Regions from separate parts of the Anser cygnoides genome. Here region 1 is linked to region 2. A link is a contact called in public Hi-C data. All regions are on one chromosome and are shown on one strand. Each heading gives the region's core, a stretch centred on a gene start, on an enhancer-like site or on the middle of the called end of the contact. The rest is flanking DNA. Distances are from core to core; before and after follow the strand shown.

Region 1 (5,363 bases), core at 2,545-5,044, 360 kb after region 2:
GACGAGGCCAGGAGAGGCTGGGAAAAAATGAAAGATGAGCTGTGAGACCCTACTCCCACCTCTGCCCTTCCGCTGCCACTCGGCCTTGAATGCCTCCCAAATACCACTCCTTTCACAAGGCTTTTTCCTTCCTGAAGACAAGTCACCTCAGTGTACCCTCTGGGAAAACCCCGGGGCCTCCAGCAGGGACGTGTGCCTCCTCTTCTGTGAGTGGCAGAACAAGTCTGAGCAGCTACAAGAGGAGCCAAACTACTTGAACCTACTTGTAGCAGGGATGGTGAACACAAAGTAGTGACTGACATTGTGTTTTGAATATGAATCACAAAATTCAAGTGTCTGAGGGAAGCCTCTAGCTTTGACTGCTCAGATTTCCTTGACCACTACACAAGAACTAAGTCAGACAAAAGACAAACCTCTATTTGATCTGTGCCTTGAGCTGATCCCTTTTGCTGGCACAAAATGCACCTAATGGGGAGGAGGAACGTCAGGGGCCAACCCAGTTCGTGAGTTTGGATGAACTCCCTTTGAGCCTAGCCTGTGACACACAAGCCTAATAAAAAAATGTTTAGGAAACCTGGACCATTAGCAGCTTTTCTGCTGCTGCTTCTAGGGAAAAGCCCCTCAACACTCCCAGGCTTGCCAGTCAGGATGTGAAGAAAAAGAAGTGAAGAAAAAAAAAACACATAGAAAAGGACACAGAACCCTGGCCAGACTGTGCTCCTGTAGTCCCACTAGATGACAGCACCACCAAGATGTTGTGCAACTCATGCTCCCATCAGCAAGGAGCAGGATGCTGCAGGCACCCACTGCCTCCACCTCTTGTCTCTGGAGATAGCTGAACAAAGCATTTAGCCCAAGGACAAGGCTTTGTACAGGAGCTGCGTGGTAGATCCGTGCTGTAAACTGCCTTCTCTACCTAGAGGTGTGTGCCAGAACCTGCCTAATAGGTACCGTGCTTAAATAAGGCATCCCTAAACTGTTGTCGTCATTGTATGGCCCACGCATTCCCCATCTCCTCCTGGTGGGACCAAGCAGTGATCAGTTCCCTGAGCAGAAATGGGCTAGCTGCCCCTTAAGCATGGGTCCAGGTCTTGTGTCCCTTCTTCCTGCCATGTTGCTCACCACCCAAGGTTGAGGCCTTGGACACCAGTGGCTGTGGCCAGCCAAAATCCCACACTCTATGCACAAAAGCTTCCACAGGAAATCATATAAATCATCTAGGTTGGAAAAGATCTTCAAGATCACCAGGTCCAACCATCACCCTGACCTACCAAGTCCCGTCAATAAACCACATCCTTTAGTGCCACGTCCACATGTCTCTTAAGTACCTCCAGGAATGGGGACTCCACCGCTTCCCTGGGCAGTCTGTTGAACAACTGACCACCCTCTCTGTGAAGAAACTCTTCCTGATGTCCAGTCTTAACCTCCCCTGGTGCAACTTGAGACCATAAATGTATCTAAAGACCAGGAACATCATAAAATGAAATAATTATCATTTATTTCATCCCATGCAGCTACAGCAGTTTTGTTTTTTGTTTTGTTTGTTTTTCAAATGGACACAGCACCTTCTTTCTATTCCTTGGAGAAGCAGAGCTTTTGGTTCTCACCTGACCAACCTAGGCCTGTAAACTGCGTTTCTGTACAACTTCTAATTAGGGCTTTGGAAGCACATGTCCTCCAAAGCCTCCAGAGAGGGTTCTCATCACTTACCACGTGCATACGCACGTTGAATCAGTTGAGACAGCTGCTTTGGCGCCCGATGGTAGCAGAGCAGTTTTTCATCTCTAGATAAGAGATCGGGCCTGAATTTGCCTCAGGTGTTCTGTCACAGTTGCTGTTCTTCTCTAGCACATATGCTTTGAGATAAAGAGGACTCACAGGCACGTCTTCCTCCACTGCCACTGTGAAATGCCTCTCCTTCCCTTGTCATCCTCCCCTTACACTCGTGACTCTTTGGAGCTGCAGTTTGGTGGTTTTCCTACAGCTGAACCACTTTTCCTGACGCGGTCTTGTCAGCATCAGAGATCTCCCCTGCTTCTCCCCCGCCACAGGCCAGTCCAGTGCCCTAACCCAGCAGAAACACCCGCCCCACCAGGACTAAGTGGTTAATTCCCAGCAAGGCTGGGAGCTGAGCAGCCCATTTCAGGGCTGGGGCTGGGGCAGAGCTGGCACGAGGGAGCGGGGCACTTTTAGGGCTGGTAGATGGGAAGAGGACAATCCCTCAAGTCCCCAACAGCAGCTTTTGGGAGCGATCAGGCAGCTGGCCTGACCCTAGCCACAGCGGCATCCACCACAGGTGACATTTGCTATTTAGAGAAGCGTATACCCAGCCTCTCCCTTTTCTTTCAAACGTGTCTCAGCTATTCCTGTGGCACATGGACAACAAGGAAGAGGGGTGGGATAGGCAAGAACGCACCTGATAAGCGCGTGTACTTTGGCAGCAATCACCAGGGACGTATTTGCTGTTCCCAGCAGCGCGAGATTAGGCAGCCTATGTGCCGCCCAAATTTCTAGTTAAGATGAGAGGCCTGATATAGAAAAAGAGTGGGAGTCCATTTATTTCCATTCATTTTTGCTTGTTAAACAGAACTCTCTTTTGAGGTCCTTGGATTCCCAGAAACTCCTCCAACATGCAGAATTTAATTTCCCACTACAAGGCCTGAAGTCTCCCTACAAATCATTTTCTGTGCAGACACATTTCCTTCCTGCCAGTGCTTTTTTTTAAGACTTGGTGCTGCTCAGTTCCTCTTTTGCAGAGGCTAGCTTTTGGCTAATATCTTCTTTTTTTATACAGCTGAAACAAAAACAGTCTACAGAAATTATAAGCTCAGCAAAAGGGTGTTGGAGGTTTTGCTGGTCGAGTCTTGGGTTTGGGTTACAGGCATTTCCCCTGCACTAGGAACCACATCCTCATTCTGTCGCTTGCTCGCACTGGCCCTGGCTACTGAAATCACAGTGAAGCCAAGTAAAACTGGAGATTCAGCTAGCGCAGTGCCCGCACCATGCGAGCCCTGCCGCAGCCCTTGCAGTGCACGCCTGCCAGCCGCCAGCCGCTGGTAGAGCCCCAAGTCAGGCAGCCATTCTCGGAGACACAGCTCCCTCAGGTGGCTCGCTCGGCAACTCTGAAAGCTCCAGGAAAGTGGAAACCGAATAGAGCAGAGCTACGGTGATGGCAGTGAGAAAGCAAGACCTCACAGGTGCTCCCTTCTCAGATAAGAAGAGAAATCAGGTCCGCGTCCCACACGGGAGCACAAGCAGCAGCATCGCAGCAGCTTCTCAAGCCGACAACGTGACCCTGCTCTCCCAGGTTGGCATCTGCCAGGAGAGCCACCAAGGGATGGGCAGAGCCCATCGTGGAAGCAAGTGAGGTGCACGCTTTGCAGAGGAAAACCTGGAGATCCCTTACGTTGAAGTGACTCGTTAGCAAAGCAGCACCCCTTTATTTCATTCCCTTTCTCGATGGGAAAGCTCACCTTGCATTTAACAGAGGAAGAAGGGGTTGTCTGACTCAGGCTGCCCATCAGAGAGGTCCCAGGCTGTCCCAACAGGCATGACACGTCAGCAGGAGGCTCGTCAAGGGCTCAGTTGTCCTAACACAGCAGACTTACTGCCCGCTCTGCCTCACCAGGGCTCAGCTGGGGAGCCGTAAGCATGGAAACGCAGTTTCGGGATGCCCACAGGCCGTTTGGTTTTGGTTTCCAAGCTGTTCATTTTACCCCACGGTCACCCCATGCTCGCTCACCTGCCCGAGTCACCGAGTAGGATTGGAAATGAAAGTAGGTATTTGTGTGGGAGGGCAGGCAGCAACCCCAAATGCCTTCCTTCTGTTATTATGTAGGCAGAGAAAGCGCATGGGAAACGCAGCCAATGAGCGCTGCTGCGCTCAGAGCTCCTCTGTTGTGGGGTTATCTCTTCCTGTTATCTCAGCACCTGCATTTCAGAGGCACCGAGACAGAGACCATCTAACAATACCACCCAAAACAAAGGGACATGAAGCGCCGGTGCGGTGTTGGGGCTGGTGCTGCTGACAGCCAAGCGGGCAGGCACCAAACGTCGACTCGAGGCGTTTTTCTGCCCTGGTTTGTGTCCTCTCCGTCCCTCCACACACACTTTGCCCAACCAGCTGGGTGTTGTGTGCCCAAACAGGGTGAGCAGGACTGCTGTACCCCAGCCCCTGTGCTGTTGGGGCTCACTGCCCTCACTGCGAGCCCTGGAGAGTCAGTGTAAGCCATGCACATCTCAACGCAGCAATGCCCGCTTTCTCTGCACAGAGACGTTCCTCTCCTCGATCCTTTCTAAGCCAGGGCTGTTTCCAGCAGCACTGGTAAAGGCTGAAAATAGCAAAGCAGCCTGGAGATGAGCTTCCCAGGACAGGCAAGGTGAGCGGGAACCATGGTCCGCAGCCACTCGAGGGCCCTGCAAGTCCCCTCCGCTTCCTCTTGGCTGGCATGAGGCAGAGAGGCACAGAAGCCAAGTGCAAGGTTTCGGTTTAAAGAGGAAAAATAAACCACCCAGTGTGGGTGTTTTGTAGGAAAGGAAAGCTAGAACAGAAAGTAACACTTCAGTAGTGCAGGCTCGGGGTAACTTCATGGAGGGTAACAGAAAGGCTGCTGGTCCTGATCACAGAAGGAGGGGGAAGTGGGAGGCCCAGCAAGGCAGCAACACATGGGCCCTGCCCCAGGGGCTCACCACAGCTCAGATGAGGTCTCTGCACAGAAAGAGAAGCCCAAATCCCTGCTGGGAAGCCCAGGGCAGCATGCCCATACTGATCCTGATATGAGGTAGGTCCTGGTGAGCCTGCTCCTCTCTCCACACAGCTCCCCTCTGTGCCTTCCCAATTCCAGCAGATCAAGGGGGGCAGCAGCCAAAGCAACCAAAAGGGAGGCACTTGGGGTGCTGATGCCTTCCTGGCTTTCAGGACAGACATGTCAGGGTGGCTCCCTTCTTGGCAGATGATGCTCAGAGCCCAGCTATGGCAGATCAGTGACTGTGGCCCAGCACAGCAAGGCAATTTCCCATCCTTGGAAAAAGTGGGAGAGGAGGCCACTTTGTTGGCATAGGGCCTCTTACTGTGCTTGCCTTCAATGAACTCAGCTTTCTTCCCACAGTGAGCCAGCATCACCCAGCAGGGTTATTTCACAGATTTCCCAGTTACTAGAAATTGATCTTACCCACAAGCCTGAAGTCAGACCTCTGCACATCATCACTCGTAATGCAGGACCAGTCCCTCAGTCCCTCTGGGTGAACGTCGGTCCCTCTGGGGATCAGAAGGTGACAGCCCTGACGGCCCATGTGCTGTGTGGCCAGCACTTGAGCTCTGCTCCAACATATCACCCACGGCACACACCATGCAGGACTGCAGT
Region 2 (5,625 bases), core at 1,066-3,565:
TGCACAGATAAATTACCTACCTCATAGGAGAACGTCTGGTGATGATAATGTTACCACAGTACTTTGTCTGAGTAGCAGACAGCCAAGCAGCTGAGATAAGCAGTGTTTGTCCCCTGTTGAGGGGGCAATGAGGTGGATGCATGGCCATGCAAAACTCAGCCCCTGTTAGCAAGCTCTCACCGGTCCGCTGGCCAGATGTCCTGGGACCCTTAAGAACCTAGAGAAAGTATACACAGAGGTAGATTCAGCTCTTAGTTTTTTGTTTTGTTTTTGTTTTTGCCCCAGATGTTCACAGATTCTCTGCTCTGATCCCCTTCTGCAATCTTACTGTTTTGTTTTTTTTATTATTATTTTAAAGGGGGTAACACCTCTGTTCACTTCATCATTCTCTTTTCCTCTTTTCTTTCACCCAACTGTTACGTTCCTTTTCTGATCTTCCTCAGTCTGGTTGAGGGAATGTCTTCAATCACATAGTGGCAGCTACTCGTTATATTATTCATTTTAAGTTCAAGTCATAGGTTTCTCAGGCTAACTGTATTTATGCCAAGTACAGGCTGCTCAGCTCGTAAGGAGTGCAGTTTCTAAAATGCTCTGTTGTCCCTGAACTGAGAGGCCTGGTAGGAAGCGCACATTCTCTGGCATCCAGACAAGCTTAGTTTCTCCTACTTACTGTTTGCTCAGTAATGTCAGAGCCTTGCATTAAAACAAGTTTTCTAGTGGCGAAGAGCTAGACTGCTGCTTCCTAGCCTGTCTGATCCCTTCCACTGTGAGCTGCTTGCCCTGTCGCTTTGGGATCACTGCTCCTGTGCTGCAGCTTGTCTGTATCAGCAGGGTCAGAGCGGCCACCGTCCCTGACATGTCCTTTGGATGTCAGTGGTCATCTGTCAGTTGAGCACAGTCCTTGGCACACCTGGCATGTGGGTGCCCAAGTCTGCAGAAGCTGAAGCAAACTGCTCCCACTGGCCTGAGCCAACAGTGGAAACAGCATGGGATCCCCATGTGGCCTCTGCATCCCAGGTGAGCTCCCTTGCTTATGAAGGGGCCCCACTGATGTCTTGGGAAACAGCACAGTAATGGAAGGGATGATAACAGCTCATACTTTTGTCTGTAGTCAGTTTGGATCAGAGAACACGCTACCAAGAACAGTAATGCTGAGTACATACACAACACGTATGCATTCGGAGGCCTCAGCAGCACTGCCAACCCCTGGTACAGGGAAATAACTGCCAGACCTATTAGTCAAGCACCAGCTGCTGGAGCAGCTCACCACTTACGTGACCACTGGCTGGGTTCTCCCAGCGGGCAAAGAAAATAAATTAGAGTATTAAAATAGCTTGGTTTCTGAGGAAAAGGGTTGTATAAGTGTGGAAGGGGTTTTCTGGTTTTGTATTCTTAGCCAATGAAGAGACAGCAGCCTGAGAAACTGAAACAACAATGTATACATTTTTTAAACCATTTTTAATGATGTGCTTTTGGATTAAAATAAACAAAAATGAAGTCTTGTTGGATGCATCATTTCTTAATCAGAACTGTAAGAAAAGGTCTGGATAGCCCCCAGCTGTTTCACTGGAGAAGGTGAACCGTGTCTTTCTGTTTTTTTCCTTTTCGACAGCAATATGTAGGGTGTCTCAGTGGAATCTTAACTTCTGTCCAAGTCACCACTGCAAATCTTGGGTGATGTTGATTGAAAACTTTTTCTGGTCGACAGCTTGCACGGACTGGTCACTTCTCAGTGTGCTTTTTTTTTTTGCTTTACTAGAACAGCCGTGACTAATTGATCCCTCTGTCTCCAGTCTTTGTAAACAGGATAAGGCCTGAAGTGGCAGGCATGTCCCTTCTAGAGGTGATGGGACCTCCATCAGGACTAGGATTTAGGTAAAGGATGGGGTGGGATGTGGAAGCTGTTCTGTGAGTATAGTACTTGTATTGCAGTAGTGCTGGAGAGCAACACTCCCCAGTTAGCCATTGCACAAATACAAGAATTTGTAACCTCACAACCAGTTAAAGCTGTAAGAAACAAACGGGCATAAACAAAAGCTGGCAAGAGGTTCAAAAAGCCATGGGCTGGATTTGAACGGCAGAGGTCTCAGCGTGCCAGCTGGCTAACTTCTGGGGTCATTAGAGTTTGAAAAATGCTGCGGACGACAGGGACCATGCCCCAAAGGCAGCCACCGGCAGCCCACCTGAACACGCAGCGGCGGCTCAGGCCCCGCGGACAGGCCGGCGGCCCCCTCACACAAAAACAGCCGCCTTTGGGCCCGTCCCCGTTCCCTTTCCGCCGCCTCGGGGGCGGGCGGCAGCCCGGGGACCGCCGCGGGGACAGCGCCGGGCCCCGCCGTGCCCCGCCGGGCGGGCAGGGGGCGCTGCCGCCGCCCCGGGAGGCGCCGCGGCCATGGCGGACGGGTTCGGGCGCCCGCTGCCGCCGCCGCAGACGGGCTGGGAGCGGCTCCGGGAGCTGTGGAGTGGCGAGTGAGGGACGGGGCGGGGGGACGGGGGCGGCCCCGGGGCGGGGGGAGCCTCTCCGGGATGGCGGCGGGGCGGGGGGGCGAGGATTGTCCCGGTGCTGCCGCTCAGCCCCGGGTTGCCCGGCGGGAGGTGGCGTGACCGTCCCTGGGGGTGTTCAAGGAGAGGTTGGACCTGGCGCTTAGGGACGTGGTGTGGTGGGTGACAGTGGTGGCAGGGGGTGGTTGGACCAGGTGACCTTGGAGGGCTTTCCCAACCCTAATGCTTCTGTGATTCGTGTCCTCGCAGCGATCAGCAGCAGTACCCGGAGGAGGTGGTGAACATCATCAAGTCGGCCTTCACTGGCGGCGTGGTCGGCTGGGTGTACGGCGGCGTGCCCGCCTTCCACCAGGCACGGAGGGCCTTCATCGAGCGCAGCCAGGGCGAGCTCTTCCAGAACCAAGCCGATGCGGTGGTACGGCACCTCGTGACCCCAGCCCCAGGAGATTTAACCGGGGGAACGGCACGGCTTGCCCCGAGGGATGCACTGGGCATCGCCCTGCCCTCACGGCATGGCACAGTCCCCTGCTTCCTCAAGGAAAGGTTGGGCATGTTGGCCAAAGCCAAAGCCAGACGGTGTTGGGCCACTTGGCTTGCCTCTTGCAGGCACTGGCCCACAGAGCTAGCCACGAAATACAGTCATTTAGAGATGGAAAGCCATCTCCAGTGCCCAGACGCTCTCAGGGTGCTCACTGCCTGCCCTTCCTTGTGAGCAGGCCAGGTGCTGGTTACCTGAGTTATTTGGAAAAAAAAAAATCTTTAAAAATCTGCCTAACTTTACATCCATCCCTATTTGGATGGGATCCCTGACTTAGCTTTCTGCACGGCATTGATATCAGGCTTTGTTCAGTCTTGCAGACTCTCCTATGTATCTGCACCAGTGCTAAGCACTTACACCACAGTCACGGGAAACGAGAATTTATTCTGTTTCTTGATATCAACTGCAATATTTTTAATTTTTATGAAACTTCTTTTTATTGCAGCTTTTAAAAAGCATCTTATTGTCAAACTTACAAGTGCCCATGCTAAACTGTAGAGCTTGATGGTCCACTAACATTTTAACACAGAGGGTTATTATTTACGTATTTAAAATATATCAACTCATAATAATTAAAAACTAGTTTCTAGTTTGTCCCCTCTTCTCTGTTCCTCTCCTGTATCATCCTCAGAAAGCTGTTGCTGTCCCCCTCCAGATGTGTTGCAGCACCAGGATCAGTAAGATTAGTGCTGGTGAAAAGGAGCAGGTCTGTGACCAGTAACCTTTCTCCTCTCTCACTCTAGCAATCTGCGCATCGTGCGGGTCTCAGGAGTTTCATTCGCTATGGCTGGCGCTGGAGCTGGAGAGTAGCAGCTTTTGTGGCAATATTCAAGTAAGTGTTTTCTTAGTAGTAGTAGTGGGAGGAAAAAATGGCTTTAGTTTGAACATTAGCGGCAAGGAGCCTTCAATGTGTGCGGTTTGTTCGGAGACTCCTCATGACATCGTGAGGTTCAAAATGCTGTGTTAACAGTGAGTCTGACTGAGTCTGATTGATAAGGTGGAAGCATGAGGAGGATTTAAGCGTTTTTTAATTATCCCAGTGTTCTGATGAACCAACACAAAAACAAAACACTGGGAAAGCCCTTTTTGTTACATCTAATCCATACCATTATTGACTTGAACAGTGCTCTTCCTAGTACTTACTGGCTTATTTCTGCTTGTGCTTTATCTCTTCAGTTTGATGTATTTTCGCATTTTTCTCTGGGAGAGTATTACAGTGTGTTGGCTGTTCTGGAACAGCTTTCTATCCCACGCTAATTTTTCTCCTTTTTGTTATATCTGATTACTCCTAGTTTGTATACAGTAGCATTACTCACAATTCTTTGTACTTGTCCTTAAGTACTTGCAGATGATTGTCTTGTTGTTACGCAGTCATTGATCATCAGACGTACCATATGTGTGTACCACTTTAGTCCTTCAAATTTTCCTACACAAATAATGCACAGGTAGTGTTCCACTTCTCTGATTTTTCTCCCCAAGACGTGTCAGTGTATTTCTGACAATACAGTGTCAAACTAGGCATGCTCTTCCAAATAAAGCCCTTTAAAACAAGCAATATCTCCTTCTCTGTCCTTGGGAAATGGTAAATATTCATGTAGTTCTAGACCTGTACTAACTGTATCTCTAGGTATGTTGTGTTCACGATCCCCTTTTGGTTTTCAAATACCAGCAATATTGACTAGCATTATTTCCCAGTAAGCTGGCTTTATATTTTTGTCTTTCTTCCTAGTTTTGTACCTTTCTGTATTTCTTCCTTGGTTTCTATTGTGTTTTGTCTCCTTTTGCTGTGATATCTCATCTTAGGTTTCATTAGCATGCTGTTTGCTTTCTCTCAGGACTTTTGATTACTTTAGATTTTTCTGGACTAGACGTGCAACCTCACTGTTGTCCACCAGATGTCTCCCCTGCAATCAGAGCCATCGTCCTTTTTCACTACCCCTTTGTAGAAAGCTTTGAAGGGAGATAATTGCCACTCAGTGTTAATTGTTTCCATAAAGTCCAAGTTGAAGATTTTGTCCTGAAGTTGTGCGAATTTCAAGTTTCATGTTTTAAAAACAGTTTTTAAGCTTTACTTATACAAAGGCTAGGCTGCCATGACAGCATTGGTAAAGAGAGGAAGATTGCTCTTGACTTGTTGATGTCATGCAGAGGCTTGCTGATACACTGGGAAGGATGCGACTGCTGAACTGAGAACAGAGAGTGGTTTGGGGCTTAGTTAATGTTTTTGGAGAAGATGGTGTGTCTATCCTGGCTGGAAACCTCATGCTTAAAGAGAGGGTGACCCTGCTGATGCCACGAGTATGATTCAGCTCTGGTGTTACCTGTATAACTGACTGACTGATAGGACCTTTGCATTGCTCAGTTCCTTTTAGACTTGAATATATGATGGATTTAAATATATATATATAATTTATTTACAAAAAGAAAAAAGGAATATCCAAAATCCAGGTCTGGAGGTGGTACTCCCCTGCCTCTGGCTGTACAGCTGCATGCAGTGAAGTTACAGAAGTCAAGGCATTTGTGCTTAGTGTGTGCGCGCTCTGGACAGATTGGGAACAAGGCAGTTAGAAGCATCCTGAGGGTGG

The links. A called contact is a pair of places that touch in the nucleus more often than the background predicts.
Region 1: a contact with region 2 is called in a Hi-C map of granulosa cells, with 2.0 times the contacts expected there. The contact joins the promoter of PTGFRN here to the promoter of TIMMDC1 in region 2. A contact is called at or near these places in 2 of 7 Hi-C or Micro-C datasets (granulosa cells and liver).

The regions. Positions count from the first base shown.
Region 1 is chr1:87,729,050-87,734,412 of Taihu_goose_T2T_genome, forward strand. PTGFRN (prostaglandin F2 receptor inhibitor) reads right to left here and starts at 3,795. Exons shown (of 13, transcript XM_048071586.2): 1 at 3,474-3,795.
Region 2 is chr1:87,374,288-87,379,912 of Taihu_goose_T2T_genome, forward strand. It overlaps TIMMDC1 (translocase of inner mitochondrial membrane domain containing 1), which reads left to right and starts at 2,316. Exons shown (of 7, transcript XM_067001693.1): 1 at 2,316-2,469; 2 at 2,752-2,917; 3 at 3,784-3,872. The coding sequence starts at 2,393. POGLUT1 (protein O-glucosyltransferase 1) reads left to right here. Exons shown (of 11, transcript XM_048071672.2): 11 at 1-1,497.